Linked DNA regions of Mus musculus: all the other regions are linked to region 1. The links are chromatin contacts, called in public Hi-C, HiCAR-type and HiChIP or PLAC-seq maps. All regions are on one chromosome and are shown on one strand. Each heading gives the region's core, a stretch centred on a gene start, on an enhancer-like site or on the middle of the called end of the contact. The rest is flanking DNA. Distances are from core to core; before and after follow the strand shown.

Evidence for each region. A called contact is a pair of places that touch in the nucleus more often than the background predicts. HiCAR-type assays count read pairs that join an accessible place to other places. HiChIP or PLAC-seq counts read pairs in DNA pulled down with a chosen protein or histone mark.
Region 2: a contact with region 1 is called in a Hi-C map of cerebellum, with 4 times the contacts expected there. The contact joins two enhancer-like sites. A contact is called at or near these places in 5 of 484 Hi-C or Micro-C datasets (cerebellar granule neurons, cerebellum, cranial neural crest and 1 more), 2 of 115 datasets of contacts at active chromatin or transcription factors (differentiating embryonic stem cells and embryonic forebrain) and 2 of 9 other capture datasets (embryonic tail and embryonic trunk).
Region 3: a HiCAR-type map of astrocytes shows a contact between it and region 1, with 6 times the contacts expected there. The contact joins two enhancer-like sites. A contact is called at or near these places in 2 of 115 datasets of contacts at active chromatin or transcription factors (astrocytes and stem cell-derived neural progenitor cells) and 1 of 9 other capture datasets (embryonic trunk).
Region 4: a HiCAR-type map of astrocytes shows a contact between it and region 1, with 5 times the contacts expected there. The contact joins two enhancer-like sites. A contact is called at or near these places in 1 of 484 Hi-C or Micro-C datasets (cerebellum), 2 of 115 datasets of contacts at active chromatin or transcription factors (astrocytes and bone marrow-derived dendritic cells) and 2 of 9 other capture datasets (embryonic tail and embryonic trunk).
Region 5: an H3K27ac HiChIP or PLAC-seq map of stem cell-derived neural progenitor cells shows a contact between it and region 1, with 16 times the contacts expected there. The contact joins two enhancer-like sites. A contact is called at or near these places in 1 of 15 datasets of contacts at CTCF or cohesin (the NIH/3T3 cell line), 1 of 484 Hi-C or Micro-C datasets (stem cell-derived motor neurons), 4 of 115 datasets of contacts at active chromatin or transcription factors (astrocytes, differentiating embryonic stem cells, embryonic brain and 1 more) and 1 of 9 other capture datasets (embryonic trunk).

Annotation. Positions count from the first base shown.
Region 1 is chr10:38,551,024-38,555,475 of GRCm38.p6, reverse strand. No RefSeq gene overlaps it. Among named protein-coding and RNA genes, the nearest start is that of Gm22911, 62 kb to the left of the region's middle. Within about 2 kb of position 1,510, at least 127 of the 459 cell types and tissues checked have an H3K27ac peak or open chromatin away from gene starts, as enhancers often do. A contact at or near this core is called in astrocytes, cerebellar granule neurons, cerebellum and 5 more, where this site is marked.
Region 2 is chr10:37,395,308-37,399,443 of GRCm38.p6, reverse strand. No RefSeq gene overlaps it. Among named protein-coding and RNA genes, the nearest start is that of Gm31202, 33 kb to the right of the region's middle. Within about 2 kb of position 2,008, at least 136 of the 459 cell types and tissues checked have an H3K27ac peak or open chromatin away from gene starts, as enhancers often do. A contact at or near this core is called in cerebellar granule neurons, cerebellum, embryonic forebrain and 1 more, where this site is marked.
Region 3 is chr10:37,249,935-37,253,787 of GRCm38.p6, reverse strand. No RefSeq gene overlaps it. Among named protein-coding and RNA genes, the nearest start is that of Gm26535, 68 kb to the left of the region's middle. Within about 2 kb of position 2,542, at least 65 of the 459 cell types and tissues checked have an H3K27ac peak or open chromatin away from gene starts, as enhancers often do. A contact at or near this core is called in astrocytes and stem cell-derived neural progenitor cells, where this site is marked.
Region 4 is chr10:37,313,410-37,317,294 of GRCm38.p6, reverse strand. No RefSeq gene overlaps it. Among named protein-coding and RNA genes, the nearest start is that of Gm26535, 4.2 kb to the left of the region's middle. Within about 2 kb of position 2,049, at least 77 of the 459 cell types and tissues checked have an H3K27ac peak or open chromatin away from gene starts, as enhancers often do. A contact at or near this core is called in astrocytes and cerebellum, where this site is marked.
Region 5 is chr10:37,375,913-37,379,947 of GRCm38.p6, reverse strand. No RefSeq gene overlaps it. Among named protein-coding and RNA genes, the nearest start is that of Gm31202, 14 kb to the right of the region's middle. Within about 2 kb of position 1,802, at least 46 of the 459 cell types and tissues checked have an H3K27ac peak or open chromatin away from gene starts, as enhancers often do. A contact at or near this core is called in embryonic brain, stem cell-derived motor neurons and stem cell-derived neural progenitor cells, where this site is marked.

The sequences.
Region 1 (4,452 bases), core at 261-2,760:
ATCTCTCAGAATGCACACAGTGATGTCCAGCATGCCACACAGTTACACAAAACACTTATTCAGCATAAAGTATCTTCATGGGGGCCCTACCGCCCTTACCCCTCGTTTCCACTTTCCACCCTCCAGTCCTCCCTTGGGAAGATGCATGCCTGTTCCATTTATGCTCAGCACCAGTGTTGCCATGGAAACTCTCCTCCTTTTCTCTACCCTCCCCAGTTACCAAGCACAGCTCTGGACTCAGTGCCAAGACCTCCTCTGTACAGACTCAATATTCTTTCAATGTTTAGACAAATCTGTTCGAAAACCTTGTTTACATTTTTTCCCACAACACCATAGCTTCGAGTCGGGGCCATCCATTTCCCATGGATCTGCTTATATTCTGGACATGGTTTCTTTTCTTTTTTCTCCACCATAGCTCTAAAATAAAATTGTATCATTTGGTCTAATTCTTAATAGGACATAAAAGGCAACTCAGGGTCAGAGTCCACCCTTACAGTCAATTTTATCCAGTCCAGAGTAGAATTTAATACTTTTTGTATACTATTTTTTTTTTACTTAAAAAATTTTGTTTAATAAATGCAGCATTAACACATGTTTAAAAACAAGAAACTTTCCTTTAATTAGCTTTAGTTGCATGTTTGTTACAGTCATCTGTGTATCTTACGTTATGCCAGACATTAATTAGTATTCAGATATACAAATAATATGTTGGCTTCACATTGCTTAATCTTACAGGTATGTTTTAGGCTGCACATTTTCTGTAGAATTTAAAAGTCTTGCTTATGGTTTAATTCTTGATTCCTATATTTAATGACGCAATTCACTGATGAAACTAAACCAAAATTAATGTTGTTGTGATGATATTTTATCCTTCTCCCCATTTAAAAATTGCCAGTTATGCCTGCAGAATTCCTAAATGTTAAACGTAGGTTTAGCTTAAAAAAAAAATACTTACTTTGCCTTTTTATTTTAAGAAACTTGAACAGGTCAGTTCAACTCAGTGAACTATGCTGACATTTACATATTTTCACAGTAAACATGTATTTTTAAATCATTACTAGGAAAAAAATACCTCTGATCAACAGAAGAGGGAGCAATATTCCCTCCTTTTTTACACAAAATACTGTGGGGTTGTTTTCTCACCTTTCCCTCCTAAACATAAGCCTCCTCTATCGTAATCTCTGCTGCTGCTTTTCTCTTTCCCTTTTCTAATTTTTTTGAGGGGAAGTGGAGGAGGGGTGCGCAGTGGTGGCAGGAGTAGGACCACCCAGTTCGATCAAGGAATCAAAGGTTAAATTCTTTCTGGTTTGTTACTATCTCTCAGGATATAGTTAAACGTTAGAAATCTTTGTCGTCTGTATATTTTTACTCGCAACAATACTTACGGGAATGAAATGCGCTGCACCTCCTTACAGAGAAGCCACAACATTGCGCAGGCAGTGGAGTGAATGTGAACGTTTTCCAGCTTGCCTGAGCCAGAGACTCTCTCATTGTTCTCTCTCTGAGCAGAGTAGGAACCGCGCACATCTGAATAACAGAGTCTTTTCTGCCTGGCGCAATCCTGGATTGTTACAGTCTAGAGGCCAGCCATGCTGTCACCGGCACAAATTGATTTAACCATCAATTGCTGTGGTCATTAAAGCTGCTAAAAGTCCCCGCCAAACTGATGAATTGCAACTGAATGTGAAATGAGTGTCTAAGTCTTTTTCCCACCACCTCATATCAAAGGCTATTGTATCCTTGCAAAGTAAAGGGTCGGGGGTTCAGGCTGCTGTTCAACAATGGGCTCTGTCAAAGGACAGAGCTCCATTCACACAAGCACTCCCAATTACAGTTTGCTTTCCATACCTTATTGTATGAAATTTGCATCCAACTAATACATTGAATTATTGGCATACTTTGGGTGTCAAAGGAGTCAATGAATGATTTGTCCTTGAAATACATGGAATCCAAAGCAGCTGCTGGTTCTTGTCTTGACAATGGAATGATTCCCTGGTTTTCCAATGCCTGCAAATGGACTAATTTTCTCCCAGCTCACAGTTAGCACTTGTGGAAGCAGTACACAATTTTTTTCCACATTCACAACTGTGAACTCATTTCTAGAGTTTTGAGAGGAGATACAGAAAAGGAATGGTATTGTCTAGCCTAACAATTATATTATAAACTTTAAAAAAATCAGTATAACCTCCATGAGGCCAATCATTTACTACTACTACTACTACTACTACTACTACTACTACTACTACTACTACTACTACTACGACTACTACTACTACTACTACTATTTGTTTGCTTAAAGTAAAAGGATACATTGTAAAATTAAAACCAACCTTACACATATGTTTAAATACCCAGAAGAACTTTTGTTAATTCTTTTAGGAAGATCATAAATAGGAATTTTTCAGATTTTATGATTAAGCTCCTCAAAGTGTTATGAACTGAGCACACGGCACATGTACACATGTACATATTTGTATGTTGGTATAATGTTTACCCAATTTAGCTGATAACTGAGTTTGCAGACATGAGGGATCACTAAACTGCAATCCTCCAGCTTCTGACACTCAAAGGCAGCAAGGAATTCAGAAAACATTGGGTTTGCTCTCCTTGGTGTTAAGTTTGGTTTTTCCTAGCAGATACTCATCGACCGAACATTTCCCTTCATCTTGAGTCTTGACTTTAATGTGTTACATTATTTGGTTTACCTATGTGCTTGTGTATGCAACTTTAGCAAACTCATCATGGCGGTGTTTTCATGGTGCTCTTAGGGGCAGCTCTGTAAGAGAAACAAGCTTTGGGACATCAGAGAAAGAGAGCATCACTTGTAGTCCCAGCAACACATGGTGTTTATTTTCCTTCCATGGTTCATCCTGCCAGGAAGTATTATCAACTGAGCAAAGACCAGATGTGGAAAACAAAATAAGTATGATTTGATGTTGGAGCAGGGGTGAGTTGGGACAGGATGGGAGAAAGAAAGCAAAGCCAGTGGCCACCATAGTGCTACAGAGAAAACGGGACAAAGAGGGGACCTTCACCACAAAGGTCAGAGGTTCAGGCCACACACCTCTTATAATGAATTGGCAGACAGACCCAGGTTTGTGTTTCCCTAGATTCTATTTACCATAGACTGTTAGTCGCCAGTAACTGTGTAGAAATCCATCAGCAAGAACTGTTACATTGGCCTCCAATTCCAAATGACCCTTAAAGAAGGTCATTTGATTCTTATCTCTAAGGATCTTTTGCTCCTCCTCCACTCAAAACAGGGCCATGGGGAGAAACAGCTCCCTTAATATAAAAGAGAACCTTGCATTGAAATGAAAAGCCCTTCTTCAGTTGTTTAGTAAATGATATTAAGTTGCTAAAGAATGTATAAAGGCATATCCTGGGTCATATTCTTATTGTAAGTTTCCTATAAGTGAATGAAACAGTAGGGTATGTTAACTTTTTAAGCCCTATAATCAGATTAAAATTTTAGCTTAAATTTTTAACTATTTGTATCAAGTCATTACAATTATTACTTATTTAATTAGTAATTTATTGGATATGTACTTTAGACAGTTTGATGAGTGTTTTAGCATTATTTCTTCAAACTCAAGAGAACAGTAAACCTGCCTGCTTTAATTTTTTAAAATTCAAATACATATAATTTGTGCTTTGGGAAAAGTGCATATAGCCAATTAATATAATCTTTCAGTACTATTACAATGAGATGTACAAGACATATATTTACATCCATTTTATAGTTGATGGAAACTGAGTATTAGAGTCTGTTAATGGGTGCTGGAAAGATAGAGGAGGGGTTGAGAGTGCTAACTATTCAGACATGAGACAATAGTTCAGATTCTTTTTTTCTATTAGATATTTTCTTTATTTACATTTCAAATGTTATCTCCTTTCCTAGTTTCTCCTCAGAAAATCCCCTATCTCCCTTCCCGTGCTCTCCAACCCACCCACTCCCATTCCTGGTCCTGATATTCCCCTATACTGGGGCCTGGAGCCTTCACATGACCAAGGGCCTCTCCTCCCATTGATGACCGACTATGCCATCCTCTGCTACATATATAGCTAGAGTCACAAGTTCCACCATGTGTTTTCTTTGATTGGTGGTATAGTTCCAAATAGTTCAGATTCTAATAGCACCCAGGTGGCAAGGCAAGAGTCCAGTGTATGCCTGTAGATTTAGATTCTAGGAAGGTAGAGACCCTGGGATCAGTGGTAGTGGCTGGCTTCTAGCTGAAAGGGAGAGTCTCAAAAGGATATGTAGAGAGTGATAGGGAAGGGTGAGTACCTGACACTTTGGACACAGGTGCATGTTCTGTCACACATACATGTGCACACACCACATACTCATGACGCATTCGCACACTCAAATAGATAAAGATAAATAAATAGATCTTAATTTCTACCAATGTAATGTTCAATAATGAGAAAGTATAAATTAGAACCTTGGTT
Region 2 (4,136 bases), core at 759-3,258, 1.2 Mb after region 1:
ACTTGAATGGTTCATGAAATACTATGATAGAATGGTGTTCATAGTTATTTTATAAGCCCCATCAATACCAAATTAAGTCATTAACTCTACCTAAAAATGTAGGCCAATTGCATTTAAAAGATTTGTTTGTTTGTTTGTTTGAGACAAGTCTCTCTATGTAACCCTAACTTGCTTATAGCTCACTATGTGAATCAGGCTGGCCTTAAACTCAAAACTCACAGAGATCTGCCTGCCTCCAAAATACTAGGATTTGAAGATGTGCCACTAAGTCTGGCCCAGCTCAAAAGTATCAATTTGTGGGCTATGGTGGCATATTCCTTTAATCTTCGCTTTCTAGACTCCAAGACAGGCAGATCTCTATGAGTCTGAGGTCAGCCTGGTTAACATACAAGTTCCAGGATAGCTAAGACTTCATAGACCCCCCCAAAAAAAAGTTTTTAAAGAAGTATAAATTTCAAACTTGAGCCACCACAGAGCAAAGAGTTCACATTCTCTGAAATAATGCAGTGTACCTATAAACACGTGTGCCTTAGCATTTGCACACTGTGTAGACATAGCTTTCAGCGAGTTAGAAAGCTGCCTTGATTGAATACTTAAAAATTCTGGACTCATGTCTGCCATCTTTATGGGACCCAAAAGCTCACCTGTTAGTATCCTAAACTCAGAGAATTTATTGTTTCAGAGATTGGGGCACACATACATTCAGGTTAGCTGGATGAGGACCAGAAGTGGCAGCTACTGAGAACTTGCTGGTCTCACCATGATGGTTTACCTCTTAGATTCCAGATGCCACTTGCAAGTACTTCTGTGGGCTTAGTGTTAGGTTTGTCAGTATTAACCTGTGTTCATTGTCACTACTCAGGCTGAAAAACAGGCTCCTCCTTCGTAGTGGAATTGGGTTAGCCGCTGGGGTAATAAAAGAAATATTATGGTTTCCACCCTGAAAATCCCAGCACAGAAAACAGAGATTTACTCTCATTTATTTCATTAGCCCATAATTAACACATATCCGATCATGTCTTTTTATTCTCCCATGTGGAACTTTATTGTATTTTGCTTGCTTGTTTGTTTTGTTGTTATTTTGGTTTTTGTATTTTTTTTTTTATTTGTTTTTGGTGCTGGAGATTCTGGAAGATTCGAGAGCTTATAAAGCTTTGGGATTATCTATTAACTACAACCCATGGGCTGATAATATTAATTCTTTTTTATGTTAATTCTTTTTAGCTATAGAATACATTCCCCAACACAATAATATTTTGTTAAAGCTGCCTTTTTTATCCCAGTAAATCTTAAATATCCACTGAACATATTTTGGAGAAATTTTTATTTTTTTAGTAAAAAGGAGACCACATGGTTTCAATTGGTATTTCGAATAAAAAAACTTATTTTTTAAAATGCACTGAAAATACATTTTGCTTTTTAAACGCACAAACATCTCAGCAGCTGTTATGTGTTTAATTAAATGAGTTGCACATGTGTTTATAATGCACAGCACTGTGGTCTGAGAAAAGCGTCCCTGGGGTGTATGGTCAGCCTTTTGCCTCACTGAACTTTCCTCCGGAGGTCATGGGAAAGGGGTACAGGTTTGGGTTTCCTCTTTTCCAGTCCACATGTCCCCCACCAACTACTGGTGGGTAAACAAACCCATGTTCCAAAGGCGACACCGTGGCTGACCTGAATCATTCTGAAGTGCCAGACCTGTGGGCATAACCTCCGCCCAGCCAGCCCAGCGTGCAGGTCCAGTCTCTCTTCCCCAGAGCAGCAGAAGCCTCACTGGGGATTTGCTTCTTGCTCTCTGCTTTCCCCGGGAGTCCAGATCCCAGATCCCAACACCCACTAGGGCGCATACAGGCGGAGACACCGGTTCTTCCTCAGTGAGCTGAAGTTCTCCAGATGGCAGCAAGCGCCCCGCCCCCACCCCCATGCAAATTCCTGGCAGCAAGAAGCTGTCAAGTGGCTACTGCTGCTTATTGTTATGACCACTCCCCACCCCCTTCACACACACAGGCAGAAGAAAGACCATCTGTCGCCATGGGGCAGAGAGGGACTTTGCAAGTGGCACTCTGTGCAGTTTAGCAGACCCGCGACAGCCTTGGGCTCAGCCATGTCCTTCCTAAGCCATGTCTAACCCGCCCCGCCCTGGCTGGATCCCCAACCCAGCTCCACGAAAGGAGGTGCAGTTTGCTAGATTTCTTTTATGATATTTATTCCACACAGATAGAAAAGCCGGTTGTCTTCCTGTTTTAGTTCTGGGAAAGGAACTGACTTAACACAACATCTCATAATCACTAGTGAGAAATGGGAGCGGAGAGCTAGATAAAAAGTGGACCTGGAAGAGAAAAGTATAACCCGAAGTTCAAAGGACACCGAGGTTATAAGTGTGATTTCCATTCGCTTCTCCAGCTCGACCAAAAGCTACGCGTTAAACTTTGATTTTTATAAAGAGAGAACGAACCATGTCAAAAGATTCTAGGCATTAGAAAGTCCCCAAATATCTTGTCCATATTGGAAATTTGACCCTATTGTTGCGGTCTTTTTTCTTGTTGTCTGATGTTTCTGGTCATATATATTAAAGCACTGCTGTGCTGTAGTTTCTACATTCTTGGTGTTTTCTTAGTAAGGAAAGGAGTTGTCCACTGACATCACTTCAAATCACCCTGTTTCCCTTTATCTGCGTAAGTCTCTTTTATTTAAACAAATAAATAAAACTACGTCTCCATAGACACAACTAAGCTTACAATGCATGTAATTTCTTTCTTTCAAACCTACCACCTATGAATTCTCTTAAGTGTATATCTTTTTTAAAAAATTCCTAGTATTCAATTGTGCTCTGTGTGTAGCTTTTGATTTGCATGTGATAGTAAACTATAAATTGTATTCTCTCATTTTTTTCACTAACATGACACTTTGATCTCACACCAGATACTACCTTCCTCTGAAGAGCCTTTTTTCCTCTGTGTCTTTCATTATGGTTCTAAGAGAGTGTATGACTTCTTGATAAGCACACTCTGCTCTGTCCCTTCTCAGGGGCCCTGACTGTGACAGTACACCCACTACCCCCTGCTCAGGTATGAAATCCACCAGGATACTGGGCACAGCATTGATGTGCTGCCTTCTATTTTCCAGTTTAACCCTTTTCCTCTCTAAAACACCTGCAGAGTGCTGCCATCAGTAACGAAGGTAACATTTAGACAGTCCATTGTTTTGGAGATTTGGATTGGTTGTTTGGTTGGTGGTGGTGGTCGCAGGTTTTTGTTTGTTTGTTTGTTTTGTTTTGTTTTTGACATAGGGTTTCTCTGTGCAACAGTCCTGGCTATTCTGGAACTTGAGTTGTAGTCCAGGCTGGCCTTGAACTCACAAAGATCCACCTGTCTTTGCCTCTCAGAGTGCTGAGATTAAAGGTGTGGTCTACCAATGCCTAGCAACTTTCTTTTTCTCATTCCTCAATTCAGAATCCAAGCATGGTAGAAGATATATTTGATTTTTATTGAGGGCCTCCTGGAAGACTATGGCTTGAATGAACCTAGGTCTCATGGTTTACATCCCTCTATTGATGAACACATATTGTTCTCTCTAATCCTGGCATAAAAAGCAGAACTGCAGTATAAACTGTAATTGGTCTTTACTACTTTGTGGGTTCTTCTTTTTCCTGCCCTTTATTTCACCCACCCGCCAGTTCATCCCCATCACTAGATAAGAGAGAAAGGAGGAGAGAGGGGATCAAGAGATAAAGATCCCTGAAACTAATTTCTCTCCTTCTTTGTTTCTTCTTTGAATGTGACTACTAAGAAGCCGTATCCAAATCCTCTGAATGACCAACAATCACCCCCAACCCCATCTCAAGGCCCTAGCATTTATAGACCCTCTGAAAAGTTCCCAGAATTTCAAACATCACACAACTGCAGAAGCTAACTGTAGCTGGCAAAACCGCACCTCTGGTAAAGCACATGGCAAAGTCAGCTGCTCCGGTCCAAAGCAGCCCCATATCTCCGCACTTGGGATTAAAATAAAAACATATTAGTAAAATGTTTTTATGTTTTTAAAATAAACCAAATTTCTCATGATAATAAACAGGTCTTTCAATGATGGGAAGAAGTTCTCTGGGTGCATACCAGAAGTGGGGCTCTTGGAGCCTA
Region 3 (3,853 bases), core at 1,293-3,792, 1.3 Mb after region 1:
CACGCACACACACAAATTCCAAAGTAAGACTCCATTTTCTTTCACTTGCAGGGTATATTCACAAGAGATGAGAAATTTGAGAATGAAAAATACCTTTTTAGCATCTTGTGTCTTTCTTGAGATTGCCAAAGGAACTATGCCTTTGATGAGAGAATCCAGCGTTAGTGATATTGTAAATAAACCTTGCTTTGCATTATACATATCTATAAATGGATGACTTGAGGGCTTATAGAGAGCCTAGAAGACCTGGATCAGGTTTAAAATGTTTGGATCAGATTTTATAGTTTCTAAAGTTGTGATAACTGGTCTCAAGTCTGTGGAATACTCTAGCTATCTAATATAATAGAGAGGAATAACTTTTATATGGCTACTGACCACTCATCTAAATACATACAGCCCCTTGAGAATTCTCATTCATGTGGGCTGCTGTCAGTCTTGACAGTGTGTCCCTCTATAATCTGTACTATCTCTTCACTCCCAATAGTTATTTTGCCTTTTTTCAAAAAAAAAAGTAAATATGAAAGATATATTTTTAGAATTAAATACACACTATATTTGGAAAATTTAGCATAGTAGATAATACTCAATTGATAATTCTATATTAGCTACATGGTGAATGTATGCTATTTTACTTATGTTGAACAAAATAAAGTATATCATTAAAAGTAATTTTACCTGTTTCTTATTCCTTCTTAGTGCAGATGTGGTTTAAATTGTTTTTTGGATTGAATGTCTATTGGACTACACTAGTCTAGTTGCTAATTTTATCATCTAAATAGGATATTTTCTCATTCTATTATTGCTTATTTATTACTTATATCTCTTCCCCTCTAGGAAATAAAATGATATACATATCATGTCATAGGCTGTTGACTCAACAATGTATAAAGTAACTGTAAAATATTACAATATTAAATGAAATTACATGTATTATGAAGGATCCTTTGTGGGAAGGCCACTTTAGCTCTTGCTTTTGAGAAATTATATCTGGCATGTAAATAAATGTCGGGATACTTAAATGAATGATACTAAATGATATGTGTCAAGAGGTTGATCATTGTTAATCTTTGGGAAAACTACCACCACCACCACCACCACCACCACCACCACCACCACACATATGTAAGAAAACTTTGGAACAACTTAATAGATATATTCAGATTTAGTTTATGGCTTTTCCCATTGTTCTCTTCCTCTTCTGTTTTGTTGTTGTTGTTGTTGTTGTTGTTGTTTTTTTTTTTTTTTTTTTTTTGAGACAAGATGTCACTCTACACCCCAGACTGGAGTCAAACTGGTGGCCGTTGCCTGCTTCAGCCACCTGAATACACTGTAAAGACACAGGCCTCTGGCTTCACATTGCTTTGTTTTGCTTTTCAAAGGAAAATAACTTCATTTACACTGCAAAGAGGGTACTGAGAACTCCAGGAGGAAAAGGAACCACCTGCCACTGTCCTCACAAGCTGGATATCTCATTGTTAAGTCACTTGTCTCAAAAATGGCCAGACTGTGCCCACTGCTCACTCCCATGCTGCCAGTTTAGTTCAAGTCACCCACTTAGAAATAAATATACTTCAAATGATGTTTTTCTTCTGTTTAGGACCATTCAATGACCTCACTGCACACACTAAATGCCAAAGCTTTAATGGCTTATTTCCCCATGCCCCGAGTAATTGGCCCTCAATCCCACTAAAGTTTTCCCTTGCTCAATGCTATCTTTAAGGCAATGGTTCTCAACATGTGACATGCAACCCCGTTGGGAGTGGAACAGCCTTTCACAGGGGCACATGTCAGATTCTCGCATTTGTTCAAATTGCTCTGCTGATGGATAATGAAGCATTCTTTAGAAAGGACCTTCCCTAGACAGTCATCATTTGGGAGGCAGAGGCAGGTAGATCTCTATAAGTCCCAAGGCTAGGCTGGCCTGCTCTACATAGCAAGTTCTGGGACAACCAAGGGCTATGTGGAGAGACCTTGTCTCAAAAAGCAAAAACAAACAAGAAAATTTCCCTTCCCTGAATGCACTTTTGCTTAAGAGAAAGTAAACCAACCCAGACAAAGGGATTCCTGATCACCTTTATCTTCTTATCTCTCATGTAGTGCTAACTTCATCCCCTTGCCACTGGGACATGAAATGACCTTCAGTAAAGACATGCCACTAACTTAACCCCCAAAACTCTTCATAGACAGGATTTCTTATTTTGTTCTCTCTTTGAATAAACACTCAAAACCTCCACTGAGGCTCTTAAGCTTCGCTGGAATCAACTTACTGGGTAAGAATGAATCTAATTGTTATGCTGGCTTCCATGTCAGCAAAATAACAGATGTACAGTATAATAGAGGAGAAAAGAACGTGACTGTTGGATTGTTCAAGCAGGTGCTACATGAAAAAAACATCACATGGAACTTTCTCAAGTGCATTTGGAAACAGCTGGAAAGTAGCCAGGAGGAGAGCCCTGACTCAAACCCCAGGACATCCAGTTGTGAGCTGGGATTAGACAGGGACAGCTGAGTCAAGGAGCACACTGGCACCTTCAGCTTTGTATTCCTCCCTTGCCCTGCGACAGAGGCACCAAGGAGCACAGTCCCTGAGGAGACACGCTCTTGCAGAGTCCAGCTGCCTGCGTCGCTTTCAGAGAGCACCAGATAACACTTGCAGAATGGTCAGAGGGGGAAGGCAAGTTACCATGGTTCTCTAGCTATTATTGCATCCAGCCCATAGTGGGATGGAAATAAGTGCACATGTTCAAAAAGGCCCTTTGGGAAAGATCAGGGGCCTACACTGGGACACAATGGTAGGCTTTGTTGCAGAGAAAGGCTTTGGTCTGGCAAGTAACAGCAGTCCCGCTGGACACTGGGTTCACTAGGCAAACTGTATGCAGGGATTGCATCCTTAGAAACAGCAGGCATTTATTGTAATTAAAAGGCTGGAGATATGGTTCAGTCAGAAAATTGTTTGCTTTGCAAACATGCAGACCTGAGTTCCATCCATAGAAATTACATCATCATCATCATCATCACCATCATCATCATCATCATAGCTGTCCTAGAGACAGCAGGTAGAACCTGCTGGTTTCAATTGTATACCTCTGTGTGCTGCTGCTCATGCCCACAGAGGTATAAGGTGATCCCAGAAACACAAGTCACTCCAGTTGGGGTTGCCCATGGCAAAGCTCAATAAAAACACAAGAAAGAGGAGGACAGAAAAATGTGGGAGAATGAGAAAGAAATGAAAAGTGAATAGCCACCAGCTTTAATTTGCTAAAGAAATTCTGTCCTTTCCTGCTCTGCTCTGCACCCAGCAAGCTCACATCTAGAATATGGCTCCCTTCAGACTTACATCCTGCCTTGATATATAAATTATTTGGAGGAAAAATTCTTAGAGTCAAGGTTAACAAAAAACAGCTGTGAAATAAACCCTGAGCCGTGTCCTAGATCTCTCCTAGTATGCAGAGTCTCCTCTCTGTTTTGAAGAGTCAGCACATCCAGAAGGGGTGGACAGAGGCAGAACTTGGCAAAGTCTCTGGAATGTGAGAAGAGTTCAGGGCTACATCAGACGGGCAAGGGAGAGGAAGCAACTGAAGACATCCTGTCTAAAATGCTGCTTCTCTCTTGAATGTTTCCATCTAGCTAATAGGTACAGTAGTTCTCTCTGTCTCTCTCAACCCTTCTCTGCTTCTCTCTCTCTCTCTCTCTCTCTCTCTCTCGTTCACCCTCATGAGTGTGTGTGTGTGTGTGTGTGTGTGTGTGTGTGTGTGTGTGTGTGTATGTGTGTCAACCCCAGGTTGATCTGGGACAACATAATCAAAGAGGACACTGGACTCCTGCCTCCACCTCCCACATGCTGGAATTACCA
Region 4 (3,885 bases), core at 800-3,299, 1.2 Mb after region 1:
AGAATGCTGATATAGCATTTAGGAGACCCAGAATCCCATAAACCAAACATAGTGGTATACACCTACAACCTCAACACTCAGGAGCTATAAGCAGAAGGAGATGAAGTCCAAGGTTATCCTAGGCTATATAAAGAGTCTGAGGCCAGCCTCGGATAGGAAACCCTGTCTCTAAACAAGCAAGCAAATAATCCACGGACCTGCACTGATAAAAACTGATGGAGGTAGTTTTTAAGACTTTGGTCTAAAGGCATACACCATGTCAAGTACCTGTCATTTCTTAACTCAAGAGCACGAGGAAGGAGGATCACCACACGCTATGGGACCTGGCTACCTAAGACAGAAAGGCCATTGTAGTGAACTGCTGCAGTCATGGCTTTATTCTGCTTTCAGGACCATGAGCTACTCTGCACTCAGCCTCCACAGTGTGACCAGTTTCTTCACTCTCCTGCCAACATGCACTGAGGCACTGAGGCAGCCATACCAACTGTGACAGACAGAAATCCCTGGAAACCATGAGCTCCCTTAAGTTGCTTTTGTCAAGTGTTTTGTCTTATTCACAAGAGAAGTAAGCGGCATACATACATCTAAACTCTGCTTCCCAACTACAAGATTGCTTTATAATGTCAAATAAGCTTTTCAAAACTTTAATTGTCAAAAGAAGATACTAGTGTGTTAGGTTACTCGGTCCTGAATAATTGAGACTTGTTGGTCTGGGTCTAACATTCTTAATTTATAGATCAAACATATTGAGGTCATAAATTACAAGAGCAGCCTAAAACCGTAAATTGATTTTTTTAAAAATTTCTGAAATTTGTACATCAGATATTATTGTATGGATTTACCTTGACCAATTTGAAAAGATATGCCAAAGGTTTTGAGAAACAATGAATATGATAATCAAAATACAATTTCTATCCCCAAATGAGAAAAGTGATATTACTTTTGCTATAGGATCATGTCCTTCTCTCTGTAACAAGGGATGGGGAGAGTTTCTCTCTCTAAAGGGCCTGACTAAATAGACCAGTGAATAAATGACATCACTTGATGAAATGTTTTTGATTAATTATTTTTATTTATTTATATTTCAAATGTTGCCCTCCTTCCTGGGCTCCCTCCATGGGTTTAATGATGGGGAATGCAGGGTGCTCCTGAAGGGCAGAGGAACCAAAGCCACTGTTGAGGAGAGCTGCAGGAACGGTCCACACTATAAGGCAGGATGCTGCCTGCAACTGCTTCATCTGATTGAACAAGTGGCCCTCACTAGCATGCTTTGCTTGCTCACTGTTACCCACACCCTGGCACTTTTGCATAACAGTTTCCTTACACAACACCACAGCCTAACAGTTCTTAGAACTGTGTAGACACCTTCAGGATTATCCTCAATGCTTTTGTTTGTTCAAATTTCTTCCTCCTTCATTAAATGTATTGAACTGCATGATACAAGAAAGAGAGAACACTCTCATTTCTTTTATCTTTAAGGGAAATTTTCTTTCATCACCTCTTCCATCTTATTTATGAACGCTCACCTCCTTTAGTGTGCTGTGTAAATAAAAAATACATCAACAGAAGCATGGCTCAGTGGTCAAGCCCCTTACTGAGCATGTAATAGACCTTCGATCTTCCCAGAACCTGGACCAAATTAAATGTGAGAGCCAGGTATTGTGTTACTCACCGATAGTCCTAGAATTTGGGATGGAGAAGCTGGAGAATCCAGAGTTCAAGGTCATCTTTAGCCAGTTTGAGACTAGCCTGAGTCATATTAGACCTTGTCTCCAAAAACCAAAAAGAAAAAAATTCAAAAATATTCTATGCATAGAAATCTTATCATTGCAAAAGAGACTCATTAACTAAAATTTCACAGCAGATGGACAGCCTGGTTTATTTTGCTCACAGTGTGGATGGAGTAAGAGTTGACGAATTTTGGGGCTGTGCTTTTATGTTTGCAGTTTGGTCAGCCTCTACTTCCTTCCCGCCTCCTCCCCACTGGCTTAAGCACTGGCTTGGGTGAGCAGTGTGCCAACACAGCCCTTTGCTCAGAATACAAGAATCATGCCACCCACAGACTGGTGGCTGGAGGCCAGAGCCCTGCCAGCAGTACAGGCAGGAGCCAGGCTGTGGCGAGAGTAAGAATTTCTACCCATGGTTTCTTCCCAGGAGACATTGGGTGTCACTACCACCAGCCGAAGGAAGGCAAGACTAAGAAAGAAATCAGGGAACTGCCTCCCACCTGAGGCCTACATGGGAGACCATTCACATCCCTCTCCATTGTTTCTGTCTATTTGAAGGAGCTGCTGTGGCAAGAATGTAAACCAAGCCAGAGAGGTTTAGGCTGCAGGGCTGTTGGTGAGGGAGACAGGCAGTCTCATAAGTCCTTAGTCAGAGAACAGAGAGCAAGGCTCCCTGGAGAACAATTTGACAGCAATTATCAGGCTTCCAAATGACTAGGCCTGTGGCCTAGTGGCCCATCTTCTGGAAACTCAGCCTCAGCGTATAATTAGGAAAGCACAGAAAGACTATGTAAAAGGATGTTTATCAAGGAGCTCTTTGCAACAGAAAAATATCAGAAACAACTAAATATCCAGTAAGAGACTTATTTGACAGTGTACTATGCAGCTATTTTAAAATGTGAACATCTTTACAGGGCACTGATATGAGAAGATGTATAAAATATAATTATCTAGCATAAAGCAACTCATAACTTTGTTGATAAGGGTAGCACACACATGCATAGAAAGGGGTGTAGAATACGCTCACCAACCTATCCAATCGAATTACTTTATTTTTTAATCAACATATTGTTATAATTTTACATTTTATCTAATGTATATATATATAAAGTATTGTATTCCTATTGTATAAGGAAAAATAACTTTACACTTAAGAAGTTAGATAAAGGGAGCTTAAGCGTGTAGCTCTATGATAGGGTACTTGTCTAGTATTCATAACTCTGGAACTCTATGCCTAGTATGCCCTCCCAACCACACATACACAAAATATATATATACAAAAACATGTAAAAATTATTTTAAAAACATGGCTATCTCATGGCTACTATCAAATGCTACACTTACAGCAGATACAAAAGAGTTTATAAGATGGCCTATCTTTCTTCATGGCAAAGATGTGTTTGTTCTATCAGTTTGTGGCTGAAAAACTACAAAATCTTTTTCAATAGTCAAACATTGTTCAATACTTAAAACTCTGGCATATATGTTGTTTCCTTAGGGTGAGCGTTTGTAGTAAATTTCAGCACGGTGTCAGAGAAGGAAATGGTGGCACCCATGCATACATCACTGTAAACAAGGAAAGTCTACTCATTTGTGTCAGTTGTGATCCATGAGATATGTCACATTGTGATTTTACAGCAATTATTTCATTTGCAAATGGGAAATTCTAGTTCTGTGGCCCACTCCTTCAAAACATTTCTGCAGAACCCCAGGCATGCATAGCCTGCCCATGCTAGATTCAGCTCCTCTATGGAATGAAGTTCATGTTGGCAGATCCTTTGAGTGAAATTTAGCTTATGAACATAAAACTCTTACAAGCCTCCTAAGAATCAAGGAGGAGCCTTTGGACAATGAAAAGAAGAAAGTTTAGATGACTCAGGAGAGAATCCAGGGCTGTTTCACAATGCAATGCTACAAAATTCCTTTAATGGGCCAATTCCAGAGCTCTTAAGACAACCAAGTCTTCAGCCCCTGCTGGAATCTGTACTGTCAACATTCACACCCAACTTGTAAACACTATTATTTTTATAAGTTTTAAAGGAGTTTCTTACCCAACATTAATTCAGAAGTTATTTTTTTAAACAGTACATATACTTTTAAAATAAAACTATTTAAAGTACATAGTAGTCACTTTCTAAAATGAAGCCAAATACTGAAT
Region 5 (4,035 bases), core at 553-3,052, 1.2 Mb after region 1:
CATAGACTTCAAGTTAGTTTTGCTCTTGTGCACACCAAAACTTTGGGGGACAATACACTTGCAGTATGTTTGTCATCTAGCATCATGATGGGGTTGTATGGAGTGTGGCTAGAATGTGACTGGTCTCTACATTGATCATGGTTTCTGTTCCTATTTTGACTGGATTTTATTTAACCAGATCTCTTTTCTTTGTTTTGTTTGTTTGTTTGTTTGATTGTTTGATCTCTCATCCATGTATCTTTTTAAACATCAAGTCTTAATTTCAGAAGCAAACAGACACTAAAAAATGATTAAAGGGATGATTCTTTATTTACACAATTATCCATATATACTAGGCTACATTTCCATGACAACCAGTCATAGCATGTACTGATCAAATATGACCAAGTCCTAGTCTATAAAAACACTTTTAAAAATTTTGATGAATAGATTAATTATTCAGTGTTGTTGCCAAAATATCAGATGTCACATATTACTCAGCAAACATCAAGCAAACAGGCATTCAAAAATAAGATCATTTTGAAGAAACTGTCTCTTTATAATATAATGTTGGTAACAATATTGTCAGACCTCATATTGGGATTCCTGGTAGCTACAATAACTCTGTGCTTTCCACCCCATCAGAGTTTTGAATAACATAAAAGCGGGAGTAAGGTTCATAAGGCTTATGAGGGAAAAAAATGAATTACATTTTATAACCACTGAAAGAAAGACAGACCAGCACTTCTTTCTCTCTCTCTTCATTGTAGCCTTGCTATTCATAATTGTAACCTGACTTTGAATGAAGTTGTATTTTCATGTTTAGTGTCTTTTGAAACATGCAATTCCATAAGCATTCCATTGTGATAAAAAGCCCTTGTGTCTATCGAAACAGAGAAAACACTGTATCGCAGCTACTGGTGGCTGGTCTCTGGCAACTATTTAAAGGAGACAAAAAGAGAGAGAGAGAGAGAGGAATTCAATATAATTCAATCAAAGACTGAGGAATACACATGCAAGAAAACAAGGCTGGATAGAAAGTTGGTAAAGTTGGCATTGTTACTGAATGTAATGCTTTGCAGTACTTGAGAAAGGGCTAGAAAGAGTGTGTTGTGCTGGCAAGATACAACAGCTATTTCATATGTATAACCACTGAAGTTCACATGAAGATTTAGCGCACTAGGGAATCTGATGTGAGGATGTCACCATGTTTCTGGGAGGATATATAGGCAGCCAGGAATTCTTTTCATTGGTCAAGGAAGCCAAGGAATGGAATGTCACCAGTGTCCTCTGTGTCCTGTGACCTGCTCTTGTCTGTGTCCTGTACCATTTCAACATGTCATCAGGGACGACAGTGTTCAAAGGATGCATGTGAGAGAGAGCACAGCCATTCCCACTGTGCTTGCTCTTAGTCAGCCAGCTTTAAAAGCTTTCTTGTACTCAAAGATAAAAGCCCTTGACCTTTTAACTCAAAACTGAAATGTCTGATGCTTAGAGCCGATAGTCTAGTGTGTCCTCTGGATAGACTCCGTTGTGGGTCCCAATGGGAGCAGTGATTTGAAACATCCTCTTGGTTTCAGATTCTTATTCTCCACGTTTTAAAGGGGAAACATCATTGAGGGTGAAATTTGGACTCATAAAACTCTGCATTAATTACATACTGACTCTGCACTATTAAGACAAAGTCCTTTGAGGTCTGGCCATCAGATATCTTTCAGAGGAGAGGGTCTGGGCTGTTATTCTTACTAGCCCCTGAAAGAGCCCCATCCTCTCTCCTGCAGCCCCTTTTGTCCCTAGCCCTTCTTTTTTTCAATGGTTGCCATGGAATCAACCATTAACATATGAAAAGCCATACACAACACTCTTCCCTTTACCCTTTCTTCCCCCAGGACCAAATGCCTGTTGCTAAAGCCTTGGACCTTAATATTCATGTAAAGGAGGGTGGGGTGTGAGAACAGAAATAAAATTCTAAGTGAAAACACAAAGACATGTTCAATTTACATCCTCTGGAGGCAAAATGGTCCATTCTATTTTAAAGAGATAGAAGTTTCTTAGTTTCTGTCTTGTTATTGAGGAGGCCCCATACTATGATAGCCATAGTCCCCCACTATTACTAAACTTCACCAAAACATATTTGAATTCCTTCACAAGTCAGAGGACAGACATGCATACTTGTTAACATACTATGTCAATAGCTTTTGCTTAACTAGGGGAGCTAATATCAATAATCAATTCTTACATTTAAAAATAATTTTTAATTTATTTAAAAATTTGGCTTTGATTGTGTCAACTCAAAAAACAATTTTCCTTCTTAAGAAGAATAAAAGCTAGTTCATTCTGGATCCATTCTGAATGACCAGAAACACAGATTAAGATACCTCAAAGTCCATGTTTGAACTAGAAGCAGTTACATGAAGTTTTATAGTTTTACAGAAAGTTGAAAGTCATAAATCAGGACAGGCTTAAAATACATTGGTGGGCATATCTGAGAGGTGGTTACAGCAAGGTTGAGGAAACTTATTTTATAGACCAAAGATGTTATCTGTTAACACTGTTATCTTTGGGCTTGGTAGAAGGTCTGTTAAATTAATAGTTTCCAAAGGCTTTTATCTATTAGTCACAGGATGCTGGTTCTGACACAGAGGCACACAAGGAATAGCTGTTGAGGTGTGCAGGTAAAGTTAACCGAAGATAAGGTAATTAGCCTCTGGACCTGTAACATTCAAATCTCTCCATAGCACTGAAATTCTAATCAGTCAATCAGTCTCAGCAGACACAACTTTCTAGAAGGTCTCCTTCACAGTCCAGAAGAGACTCAGAATTCTATATTGAAAAAAAAAATTTTATTAGTTATGCAGACTACAGTTCCTAAAATTGTATAGTCTAGAATTGTGGTAGCTTATTTTAATAAGATACACATTTCTGTCTTTCTGTATGTCGTCAAATTAATACTATATTGTTTTCCATCCTTTTTACTGTACACCTTTGTAACTGACTCTACAAGACTGAACTCACTGAAAAGTTGAGGGTAGGAGTGCTGAGGAGAAGAAGCTGTGCTTAAAATTCTTGCCTGCAAGCATGAAGACCTGAGTTTGATCTCAAGTACCCATGTAGAAGCTTGTTTGGAAATATGCTCTTTGTGGTGCTTTGTATATGCTTGACTAAGGGAGTGGCATTGTTAGGAGGTGTGGCAAAGTTGGTGTGGGTGTGGCAATGTTGGTGTAGGTATGGCTTTGTTTGAGGATGGCTGTCATTGTGGGGGTGGGCTTTGAGGTCCTCTGCTCAAGCTCTGACCAGTGTGGAAAAGAGAGCCTGCTCCTGCTCCTTCCTACCTTCAGAAGGCAGTCTCCACCTTTGGATAAATGTGTAAAACTTTCAACTCCTCCAGCACCATGTCTGCTCTCAGGTTACCATACTTCCTGCCATGATGATAGTGAACTGAACCTCTGAAACTGTAAGCCAGCTCCAATTAAATGTGTGTTTTGTTTTGTTTTGTTTTGTTTTGTTTTGTTTTATATAAGACTTGCCTTGGTCATGGCATTACTTCACAGCAATGGAAATACTAAGACACTCCTATTAGATTGTTGAGAATTGAGGAAGTGAGACAGAAGGTTCTGTAGGATTGACCTAGCCCCAAGTTCAGTAAGGGATCATGTGTAAAAAGATAAATGTGGACAGAGGGTTAGGAAGACGACTAATGACAATGACCTCTGCTCTCTGAATGGATACACATGTATGCCACAGACAGACACACAATCACACACAGAAAGTGGGACAAGACTTATTATAATAACAAATATCTCATAAAGCAACATTATACTTCATATACTACAGTCATATAGACTATTCTAAAATTACCATCTACATAATATTCTGACCAAGCATATAGACAGCATTTCCTGGCTTCCAGACAGTTTTATTTTCAACCACAGCTGCTCAGGCGCATGACTCTTTAATCTAACAAGTGGAGCCTTGTGGGAAGAGATTTGTTAATAGTGGAAGCAATCATAGTAGTTAAGATAGAACACTTCCCATTTGGGGCCTACAGTAGTCAAC